Linked DNA regions of Triticum aestivum: region 1 is linked to region 2. Evidence: chromatin contacts called from public Hi-C data. All regions are on one chromosome and are shown on one strand. The core of a region is the stretch at or near the end of the contact, and the rest is flanking DNA. Distances in the headings are between cores, read along the strand shown. Region 1 overlaps LOC123148922 (auxin response factor 18). Region 2 has its middle 14 kb from the start of LOC123148921.

What was found. A called contact is a pair of places that touch in the nucleus more often than the background predicts.
Region 1: a contact with region 2 is called in a Hi-C map of leaf, with 4 times the contacts expected there. The contact joins two enhancer-like sites. A contact is called at or near these places in 4 of 5 Hi-C or Micro-C datasets (leaf and root) and 1 of 1 datasets of contacts at active chromatin or transcription factors (leaf).

Annotation. Positions count from the first base shown.
Region 1 is chr7A:645,766,306-645,772,096 of IWGSC CS RefSeq v2.1, forward strand. LOC123148922 (auxin response factor 18) reads right to left here. Exons shown (of 4, transcript XM_044568446.1): 3 at 4,952-5,791; 4 at 3,849-4,278. The coding sequence ends at 4,206. Among protein-coding and RNA genes, the nearest start is that of LOC123148922, 5.0 kb to the right of the region's middle. Within about 2 kb of position 3,501, at least 6 of the 8 cell types and tissues checked have an H3K27ac peak or open chromatin away from gene starts, as enhancers often do. A contact at or near this core is called in leaf, where this site is marked.
Region 2 is chr7A:645,641,559-645,646,810 of IWGSC CS RefSeq v2.1, forward strand. No RefSeq gene overlaps it. Among protein-coding and RNA genes, the nearest start is that of LOC123148921, 14 kb to the left of the region's middle. Within about 2 kb of position 3,858, at least 1 of the 8 cell types and tissues checked has an H3K27ac peak or open chromatin away from gene starts, as enhancers often do. A contact at or near this core is called in leaf, where this site is marked.

The DNA of each region.
Region 1 (5,791 bases), core at 2,251-4,750, 120 kb after region 2:
GTGTTGTTCCGTCGACTTATTTCAATGCATCCTCTCTTTTTTGTGTGTGAAAACTTTTAATCTATTCATCTCCAATCATGATAGTACAACGAACACCAGAAATAATAAAAATTACACCCAGATTCGTAGACCATTTAGCGACGACTACAAGAACTGAACCAAGTCAAAGACGCGCAACCATCATCATCCCTCCCTCGCCGGAGCCGGGCAAACCTTGTCAATGCATTCATTTTCTTGCTTATACACCTAAACACGTATGAAACCGCTATATTTATACTATCATTCTTGTTTCTTTTCGTACGAGGATGGGCTTAGCTCAAGGTTGCTAGGGTGCAGTGGCGGGATGCTTCAATAGGCTTGAGCCCCCCCTCTAAAAATGGAAAAAAAAATACAAGTATTCAGCCCGGCTTGGTATAAAAAATTTAACCTTATTTGAACTAAAAGCTGAGAGTTAGTAGCTTTTTCTTCACACCGTTAACTTTGAGACCCTCTTCATTTTCTTCCAAGATTCATCACTGCTAGCGTGTTCCAAAACTTGCGCAAGGGAATAAACACATGTGCTCCATACCGTTGTGGATAATGATGGCCTTAACACAATCAATTATAAAATAAAGAGCGGACTATAAGAATCTAAATACCATTTCCTCCGTCTTAAAATTCTTGTTTTAAATTTGTCTCGATACAGATATACTAGCTGACACTAAAACATGTGTAGATACATCTGTATCCAGACAAATCTAAGACAAGAATTTTGGTACGAAGGGAGTATATTTTTATTGATTTGAAAAAAAGGCAAAAGAAGAGAGAAGAAAAGCGAGTTGTAGATTAAGCCTTAGCACTCGCTCCAAAAAAATATTGTGAAAATGTGAGATGGGTCATATGTTAATAAAGTAGTACATATAGTTAACTATTATAATATTGACTATTAGATTTGTTGTAGGTGACATGGGAAGATCTTTTAACTAGCAGCTGGTTATATTATTAAATATTAATTAGGGACCCTCTATTTAACAGGTGCATGAAAAACAATCTTTTCACCAGTCACTTTCTTTCCTGCCCATTAGATCAAAATCAAACGGCCTTAGCCATGTCGCAGACTGTTCATCTTCCTCCCCCGGCAGGTAGTTCCTCCTCTCCGCAGCCTTCCCCGCCCCATCTGCGGCAGACAGGTGCTACTGCGCACTGCTTCGGCACACCGCCCTCCCCTCAACCACCCCCCCAACGCCGTTGCTAGTCACCACCCCGGCCATCTCTCTAAGCTCTGCACCACCAATGAAAACCTCAAGTGATTCCCTGCACCCCGACCCCTAAGATAGATAGTGGGGTAGTTCTTCTCCGGTGAGGTTGGGAAGAAGGAAAAAGTAAAAGTGACCGATGGAACATAAAATTCCAGGCACCAGAGAAATAGCAAAACCATATTGACTAGGGGTTAATTGGATTCATGCCACCGCAACTTTCACGAGTTGGAAAAATGCCATTACAAAAACCAAAGGTTGAAATATGCCACTGTAACTTTCCCATGCCTCTACATATGCCAACTCATGAAAGTTGCAATGACGTTTTTCCAACTCATCGAAGTTGCTGCCCCATGCTTTATTTTATTTTTTGACGGGAGAAGGCAGGAGTTCTGCCAATGCATTATAGAAAGGAAAGACTTACAGAGTTACATAGAAGGTGAGCCGAAGTTCTTATTAGGGGTGAGGTTCAGAGAATGATCAAACTTAATTTCCTTTCGAGCAAAGAATACCGGGACCAACTACACGAGCCGCCTTAAAAAAGAAAAGAAAAACTAGCATGCATGGCGAGTCAATTATACGCTCCGGTACACACGAGGCAGCAGCATAAATTGGAGCGTGACAGCGCCACCCCTCTTTAACCTTGTCCTGTCTTTTGCACGGAGGAGAGCAGCTAGCTAGCTATGTGACCAGCCGATCGAGATCACTGTGCGCACACCCGCGACGAAAGCGACGAGCCAAAAGCTTTGCTCCCGACACGACATCTACTCGGCACACCGCCGGCAGCCCCACCCCCACGCGACAGCGACGGCCGCCGCGCCGCGCACCTTTCTTTGGTCGCCGCGCGCTGGCGATCGGCCTGAGCTTGACCCGTGAACAGTGCGCGCAGCACCGGCGAGGCGAGCCACCCCATCCGGTCCGTGGAGGATACTCGCTACGGATATACAGTAGGCGGCGTACTATCTGCGTACGTAGCCCGGGAATGGCGCACTTTGCATGTACGAAGAGGAGCACGGCGCCGGCGACCATGTGATCCGAACTGGGCGTTCCAACAGTGCTGCAGCCGGCCGGGACGTCAGAAAAACCTGCTGTCCCTTACTGTGGCGCACACCCGGTACCGGTACCGGTACGTACCTCTCCTTGGGGCAAAATTTCGTGTTTTAACTTTTTCTAAACCTATTCGAGATTTGACCTTAATTTGAAAAAAATTCGAGATCTGACCCTTTTGCTACCGACAGAGTTCATTGCGGTAGGGTCTAACAGGCTACCGCCAGAGACTTTGGCGGTAGGAAACATCGCTAACGCCAACCTGGCTGGCGGTAGCCTGCACAACCTGGCTGGCTGGTAGGCACGAGAACGCACTATGTTTAATATTTAGGAGGTTTTTGATGGTAGAGCATGCAACCCTACCGTCAAGGTCCCTGGCGGTAGCAAAAAGGCTAGATCTTGAATTTTTTTTAAACTGAGGTCAAATCTCGAATAAATTTCAGAAAAGGGTCCAAACACGAAATTTAGCCTCTTCTTGATAGCGCTACCTTTTCGATAAGAAATGCGACTCGCCGTACACCCGACGTGCCAAGCCGGCACTAGCCAAAGAAGACACGGGAGCGCTCACACGCACGCACCCGCCCGCCCGTACTCCGTAGCCAGGATATGTCCGAGCGAGCAAGCAGCTAGCTACCGGGTCGAGGCAGCAAGCAACCGGCCGGAGATGGTACACGTACTAAGCGGTAGGCGCGCGCCCGGCCAGCGCGTACAGACATGAAATGCCATTATGTACAAACGAAAAAAAAAGCTATGCGTTCACTCATATTTTTAGCTTCATGGCCATATACGGGGTAGGGGGCGAGGATGCGTCAAGTGGTTGGGAAGCAGCGGGAGGAAGGGAGTGTCTGGATGGATGACGGTAATTTAAAAGTGCTCATCGACGGTCAGACAGGTAGTACCGGTATCCCTCGTCCTTGGATGGATGTCTGATCGACGCGGCAAGGGTAGAAAAGAGTTGCAGGTTATGTGCCAGACGACAAAATAGCAAAGAAGAGAGGGACGGCCGAGGCGGCGACACGAGAGGGATGAAAAGAGAGGCGGTTCACACCTCACACCCTAGCTGGTTTCAAGGTAAAAACCGACATTCCACAGCAGCCAAAGAACAAGATATGACAACGCCGGTCAGCGACTCCCCGAGCCTTGGCCTACACACATGTCCCGTCAGGAAAGCGCCGTCGCAACGGAAAGCGGCCGAGGATGGCAGCAGCACAGCAGCGGCAGCAAACGTCGCGCTCCATCCACCACAGGCGCCTTTGTTGGCTTGCCCCGCTTTGCCATCCCTCCAGTCCAGATCGCCACCACACGGACAGACACGGACGCGGACACCACGCGCTCGCTCCACACCCGTTCACATCACGCCGTGGAAGGAACCGGAGAGCTGGCCGGCACCCATCCCAGCCATGTCCACGTCTCCCACCGCCACCAGTCACCACCACCTCGCCGTGGATCCAGCGCACCATATGGAACAACAGCATATATGTCTCTCTTCTGCTTTGTGCTTGGGTCCGACACCGACGGACCACACGCATGTTTTCACAGAACAAAAGAAGATTCAGAGACCCATTCTTCCCAGGAATTGCAGCAAGGAGCCGCCATGGATTCCGGGCCAGAGTTACTGCTAACATCATCACAATGGGTGGTACTAGCCAACACAACGGAAAAAAAAGAAGAAGAAAATTGTTCACGGATCACCACACAAACAATCACCAGTCCCATTCTGGGAGCTCTCTAATAACCGGAGAAAAACTGAAGCTGCCTGCACCGGCGGTGCTTCTTGACTTGCATCCATCCAGGCCGCGGAATTTGCCGCCCCGTACACGCTATCTACGCTCTCTGAGAACCGCCACCGTGCTGCGCCGCGCCGCCATCGACCCGGCTGTACGTACAAGTGGCGAGAGAGCTTCCTTCCTTCCTCATCCCCCCTTAGCTCGCTACGCTGCTGTCGCCGCTCGTGTCCGTAAGTATCGTCAGCCTACGCGCCGTCTTCGTGAAGTCGCTGCAAAATTCACAGCAAAGTTTGCTAAATAGGTCAGTATCTCGTCCGAATAAGAAATGGAGAAAGACATAAAAAATGCTTTTGCAGCAGAAGATGATGTTTCTTTCAACAGTAAGGAAACATTAGTGGTCATCGGAGAGAACTCATAAATTGGTTAGTATCTAGTCTGAACAAGAAATGGAGAAAGAGAGATTTTTTTTTTTTTTTGCAGCAGATGATGATGTTTCCTTCAACAGTAAGGAAACATTAGTGATCATCGGTGGGAACTCGTAAAGTCAAAGTACCATAAGGAGCAGGATGCTTCCAAGGCAACAACACCTAGAGTTTCGGTGTGTGAAGATACGTCGATTTGGATGTACTAGAAGAAAATCCGCTACTACCGATACAAATGTGGCCATTTCCGAGGTCTTGCAATAGATGCAGGGTTTAAATTGGTGATGTTGAGGTCAACAGATGTGCGATGTTAGGTGGAATAAACACGCAAACTGGAGGTTTCTAACCAACAATGCTAATGGAATATTAGGAAACTGCCACTTACTTTTGAAGAGTGGATGTGACCAAATACCTAACTGATTCTAAAATGACTACCAAGCATTTTAAAAAGACGAAATGAAACGAGTAACCTAATGCCTGAACAGAAACATAGTACATTTTAATCTGAAATCATACAAACCTGAAAGGTTCATCTCCAGTGTGTTTGAGCGCCCCGGCTGCATCACGGTAGAAAACATGGCTCATCAGCTCGGCTTTTTCCATGCCGAACATGTCAGAAAGCCGGCGATATAACTCTTCATAAGAACCAACAGCGGTGAGATCAAGCGTGCGCCCGACGTCCTCTGATTGCATGAATATCTTGCAGTGCCCGATATCCAGCCCGAGATCGAGTACCTTGTTGTCCTGGCACAATGGAACTCCTCCGCAGGACAAGTTCTTCGTAGTGCCGTTCTGGTTGCTTTGCGGGCTTGGAAGATCAGAGTTATTCGCCGACTTCTCGGCGCTCATTTCAGAGGAGCTCTTCCTAGCAGCAGATGGAGAGAAACCCCCAGAGTTACCTAAAGTGATCTGCTGCTCAGTGAGTATGGGTTTCCCAAAGAGCATCAGCTGGGGTGAAGCCTTCTTGACATCTGACTTGTTGTTGTTGTTGTTCTGGTGACTGCCAATGGTGAGCATGCACGAGATGTCGTCTCGCGCAGCCGGGTGACCAATGATGAGCCCAGCGGCGATCCTCGGCGGCTGCCCGCCGTGATCGACCTGGTGAAGCCCGTGCGGTGACAGACTCGACTGCAGTTTGTTAAGGTGGAGATCTGATAAAGGTATACCAAATTGAGCATGCCTGGCTCCCTGTATGCCTGCAGGAGTGCCGTCCGGGAAATAGCACATCGGACCGACGCCGCCGCGGCGTCCGAGTGGGTTTCCGTGGAACATCGGGGCTGGAAACTGGCCGTCGGCCGGGAGGTCGGGGTAGAACGGAACGCAGAGCTTCTTCCGGGGCGGCGAGAACGGAGCGAGGTGA
Region 2 (5,252 bases), core at 2,608-5,107:
CTGGAGTACAGCAACAGAAAATGTTCTCTACTCCATATTTCAAGGTATGTGATTGCTAACCAGGCCTATCGCCTGGTGAAAATGTTCTCTACTGGCGCTATTAGGGATGGATGGATGGGGGCGTGACGGGATGGGCAGCCGTGAGCTGCACCTGCACGTACATACTTGACCGGACGAACCAGTAGTATAGTGATGGGAGTCGCGCCAGCGATCGGGGTCCGGCCCCAGACCGTGACATCCGGATCGAGTTCTTTTTTTCTTTTTTTTTTCTTTTGCGGGCAATCCGGATCGAGTTCGAGTGCACAGCATATGCGTGCGAGCGCGTACACGTGCGGCGTGTCACGCCAGCTAGACGAGCGTCTTTCCTTCCTTCTCCGCGTCCATCTGTTGGAATGGAGCTGTGTTGCCTTGCGTTTTTTCTTTTTTCTTTTTTGCTACTTCTATCTAGTTGATGAAGAGATGCTGACAGTCTGGGCCTAATACCAAATAAACCTCGTAGCCAAACCTAACATCTACTCCCTCCGTTCCAAATTACTTGTCTTGGATTTGTCTAGATACGGATGTATCTAGACTTATTTTAGTGCTAGATACCTCCGTATCTAGACAAATCTAAGACAAGTAGTTCGGAACAGAGGGAGTAAGACCTAAGGTCCCAACTAGGACGCATGCCGGGTATGGGCACCCACCAGTCCGACGCACTCCTCAACCAAGACACCTGCCGGGTATAAGACCGCCACAGCCACCTGCTACCAATCCATCTTCAGTGCCGCCACCACCCCACACGTATCCATCCACACGCGTCCATCGCCAAAGCTCCGCAGTGCCATGCCGCCTCGTCAGCCTTGCGGTAGATGAAACACCGCTCCTCCTCGTCCCCTCCAGCCAGCTCCTGTTTCAAAACGATGCCCTCCGGCCTCTGGAGAGAGCATGACAACGAAGGCACTTTTGGCGATCCCTACATCCCCACACCTAAGATAGATAATGAGATAGTTCTTCCCCGGTGAGGTTAGAAAGAAGGAAGAAGAAAAAAGTGATTGATGCAGCATAAAATTTCAGGCGCCTGAAAAACAGCAAAAACGTATTAATTGACCATGCTCTATCTTTGCCGACTTAAAAAGATCAAACTTACTTTCTTCTCGAGCAAATAATATCTGGACCAACTGCAGGACATACCTTAAAAAAGAACAGAAAAACTACGGAGTAGCATGCATGAGGAGTCAATTATTATATACTCCAGGACACACTAGGCAGCATAAATTGGAGCGTGACAGCGCCACCCCGTTTTAACTTTGTCTTGTCTTTTGCACGGAGGAGAACAGCAGGTACCTATGTGACCGCCAAGCGAGATCACTGTGCGCACAGCCGCGACGAAAGCAACTAGAGCCAAAAGCTTTGCTCCCGACACGACATCTACTCGGCTCATCTCGATCCAGCCCCACGCGACAGCGACGGCATACAGCTTCCCATGCCGACACACCTTCTCTTTCTTTCTTCGGTCGTCGTGGCCTTTCGCCGTCCTCCGCCGCTGGCGATCGGCTTGAGCTTGACCCGTGAACAGTGCGCGCACGGACAAGGCGAGCCACCCCATCCGGGAGGACCTCACTACGGATGTACTCCCTCCCTTCCGAATTACTCCCTCCGTTCCAAAATAGATGATCCAACTTTGTACTAATTTTGTACTAAAGTTAGTACAAAGTTGAGTCATCTATTTTGGAACAGAGGGAGTACTTGACATGGCGCGCTTTGCATGCACGAAGAGGAGCACGGCGCCGGCGATCACGTGATCCGAACTGGGCGTTCCAACTTCCAACAGTGCAGCCGGCGGGACGACAGAAAAAGTGGCGCTGGCGCTGCTATCCCTCCCTCATACTCCTGTAGCGTACACCCGGTACGCACCTCTCCGCAGTACTCCTACTACCTTTTCGAAGAGAAATGCGACTCTGTACAGGGTGAGGACACTCTCCTGTTCTCCCCGGGGTAGCAAGTCGCCAATGCCAAGGAAGAGACGGGACAAAACGGCTGAACCGCCAACTGCAATCGGCGCATGCACGCACCCGTCCGCGCGTAGCCAGGGATACGTCCGAGCGAGCAGCTAGCCAGCTAGCGGGTTGAGGCAGCAAGCAACCAGCCAGAGATCGTACACACTCCCTCTGTAAAGTAATATAAAATTGTTTAAATCATCAGTACAACAATTACAGTGATCTAAACGGTCTTATATTAATTTACAGCCGGAGTACCTACTAGGCAGTAGGCGCACGCACCTCCGTTGTTTGTCGATTGGTTATTCGGCCTCCTCCACCAGCCCGGGCGGCCAGACCAATGTGAACAACTATTCCACAAAAAAGTGAATACAAACGAAAAGAAAATTTAGGTTGCTCTATAACCTTAAACTCCGCTGCTACTTTGCCACAACACATGTTCCACGAGAAGCACAAATGTAGATGTACAAACGAATGAAAGAACGAAGCACATCGTCACCATGAGGGCGTTGCAGAAAAAAACTTTATAACAAAATGCTACGAAAGGCGAGACCATGAATGCAGCTGGAGAAGTAACGACGGGGCCATTGTCCTTAGCTTGTTGTGGTTCAGACACAACGTCGCTAGACAAGAAGGCCAAGAAGAATGTCAACCACTTTGGTGGTTAGCACCAAACCTGACGCCTCATTCGAGACGAGCACCCACAAGCCCCTATCTGAAGCTACCCAAGTCATCGATGAGACAGACAGAGGATCGAGGCCGGCGAGATCGTATTCGGGCCCAGTCTCACAATCGAAGGAGGAAACATTGGATTCAGGGAGCGGATGCATATTGTCGAGAGCACACAACCACCGTTGGAGCTAAAGCGGTGAATGAGCCGCGAAGCTAAAAGGCCAAGAGGGGATGGTTGGCAAAAGAACGGTAGAACAGGGCTAATGCTTAGATCTTGAGGAGAGGAGATGTTGAAATATATTGTCCGCCTTTCTCCATCAGTTCGGACTTTTGAATGAGTTGGCTGGTGCATGAATTCAATATGGTATCTAAGCCAAGAGGTCTTGAGTTCAAAACCCTGTCAACGCAATATTAAAAAAATGATTCTGCGCCCTACATCGATCCCACGTCTAAGGACTAAAATAGCCTAGGCGTGAGAGGGAGTGTTGAAATATATTGTCCGTTTTTCTTCATCAGTTCGGACTTTTGGATGAGTTGGCTGGTGCATGAATTCAATAGAAAATGAAAAGTAGTACAAATTATAGTGCGAGAAACCCCCCGCCCCATGGTGGAAACTGGGAAAGGTAACTATAGAGTGGTTACGTGAAGACATCGATGTGTATACTGCACATGTGAAATGTCATTATCTAGTATAAGCCAAGGGTTTCATCCATATTTTTAGCTTCATGGCTATATATGGGGATAGAAAGGGGGCGAGGAATCGGGGAGAGTGGTCGGGAAAAAACGGGAGGAAGGAACTGTTTGGATGTCGGTAACTTGAAAATGCTCATCGACGGTCGGACAGGTAGTACCGGGCTACCGGCACCCCCCGGCCTTGGATGGTTGGTCTAATCGACACGGCAAGGGTGGGAAAGGGTTGCGGTGGATGGAGATGTGTCAGAGAACAAAAGAGCAAAGAAGATCGACACCACACTGATCAAAAAAGAGATGCACGGATGAGGAGGCGACTCGAGAGAGGTGAAAATTGAGGGGTTTCACACTTCACGCCCTAGCCCTTTTCAAGATAAAAATGACTTTGGACAGCAACCAAGGAACAAGATATGACAATGCCCGGCACAGGCCCAGGCCCCGCAGGTCAGCCTACACACATGTTCTGTTAGGAAAGCGCGGTCGCAATGGAAAGGGACCGATGCTGGTAGCAGCACAGCAGTAGCAACAAACGTCGCGATCCATCGACCACAGGCCCCTTTGTTCGCTTGCATGCTTTGCCATCCCCCCAGATCGCCACGACACAGACAGACACGGACGGGGACACTACGCTCTCACATCACGCTCAGCCCGTGGCCAGCACCCATCTCCCCTCGTCCCATGGCTGTGGCAAGTCCTCATCTCCCACCACCAGTCCGCCACCACTCCCTCGCCGTGGATCCAGCTCAACATATAGAACAACAGCATATATGTCTATGTCTTTGTGTTTGGTTCCGACACTGACGAACCACACGCATGTTTTGGCAGAAGAAAAAAAGATTCAGACATTCATTCTTCCCATGATTTGCAGCGAGGAATCGCCATGGATTCATATCATTCATGAGTGGTAGCCAAAACAACGGAAAAAAAAGAAATCTGTTCACATGGATTACAAAAACAATCGGTCTCATTCTGGGAGCTGTCCAATCGGAGTAAAACGTCGCGATTCGCCTTTGGAGTTTGAACTGAGCTCCTATTCTAGTATCTATGCTCATGGATTACACAAACAATCGTTCGACTCCATGCTATCTATGCTCTCTGATAATCGCCACCCTGCTGCGCTGCGCTCCTTCCAGCCATACGTACAAGTGGCAAAAGGGCTTCCTTCCTCCTAGCTCAGTAGCCTATCGCCGCTCGTGTCCGTTAGTATGGTCAGCCTACACGCAGTCTTCGTGAAGTCACTGCAAAATTCACTAGCAAATTTGCTGAATATGTTAGTATCTATAGTCTGGACAAGAAATGGAGAAATGAGAAAGAAACATGCACTAGCAGAAGATGTTTTCTCCCACCACAAAAATAAAAATAAAAAAAGAAGGATGATGAGGTTTCCTTTACAGCATGGACACGCTGGTTGTCTCTGGTGGGCATTCCTGAAGACTGAAGTCAAAGTACCAAAGGGGGATGCTTCCATGGCAAGAACACCTAGATTTTCGGTGGTTGAAGATAGGTCAATTTGGATGTATTAGAAGAAAATCCGCACCTACTGATACAAATGTGGCCATTTCCGAGGTCTCGCAATACATGGGGAGTTTAAATGGGTGATATCGAGGTCGGCAGATGCATATTGTTAGGTGGAATAAACAGGTAAACTGGAAGTGCTTTGCCAACAATGCTAGGGAAAAAATCACGAAACTGGCACTTATATTTGAAGAGTGGATGTGACCAGATACCTAACTGATTCTAAAATGACTAGCAAGCTTTTTTTTTAGTTAAAAAAACAAGTTTTTTTTTTTTGCAAGTTGATTAGCAAGCTTTTTTCGGTAGACGAAATGAAACGAGTAACCTTATGCTTGAACAGAAACATACAAACCTGAAAGACTCATCTCCAGTGTGTCTTAGTGCCCCAGCTGCATG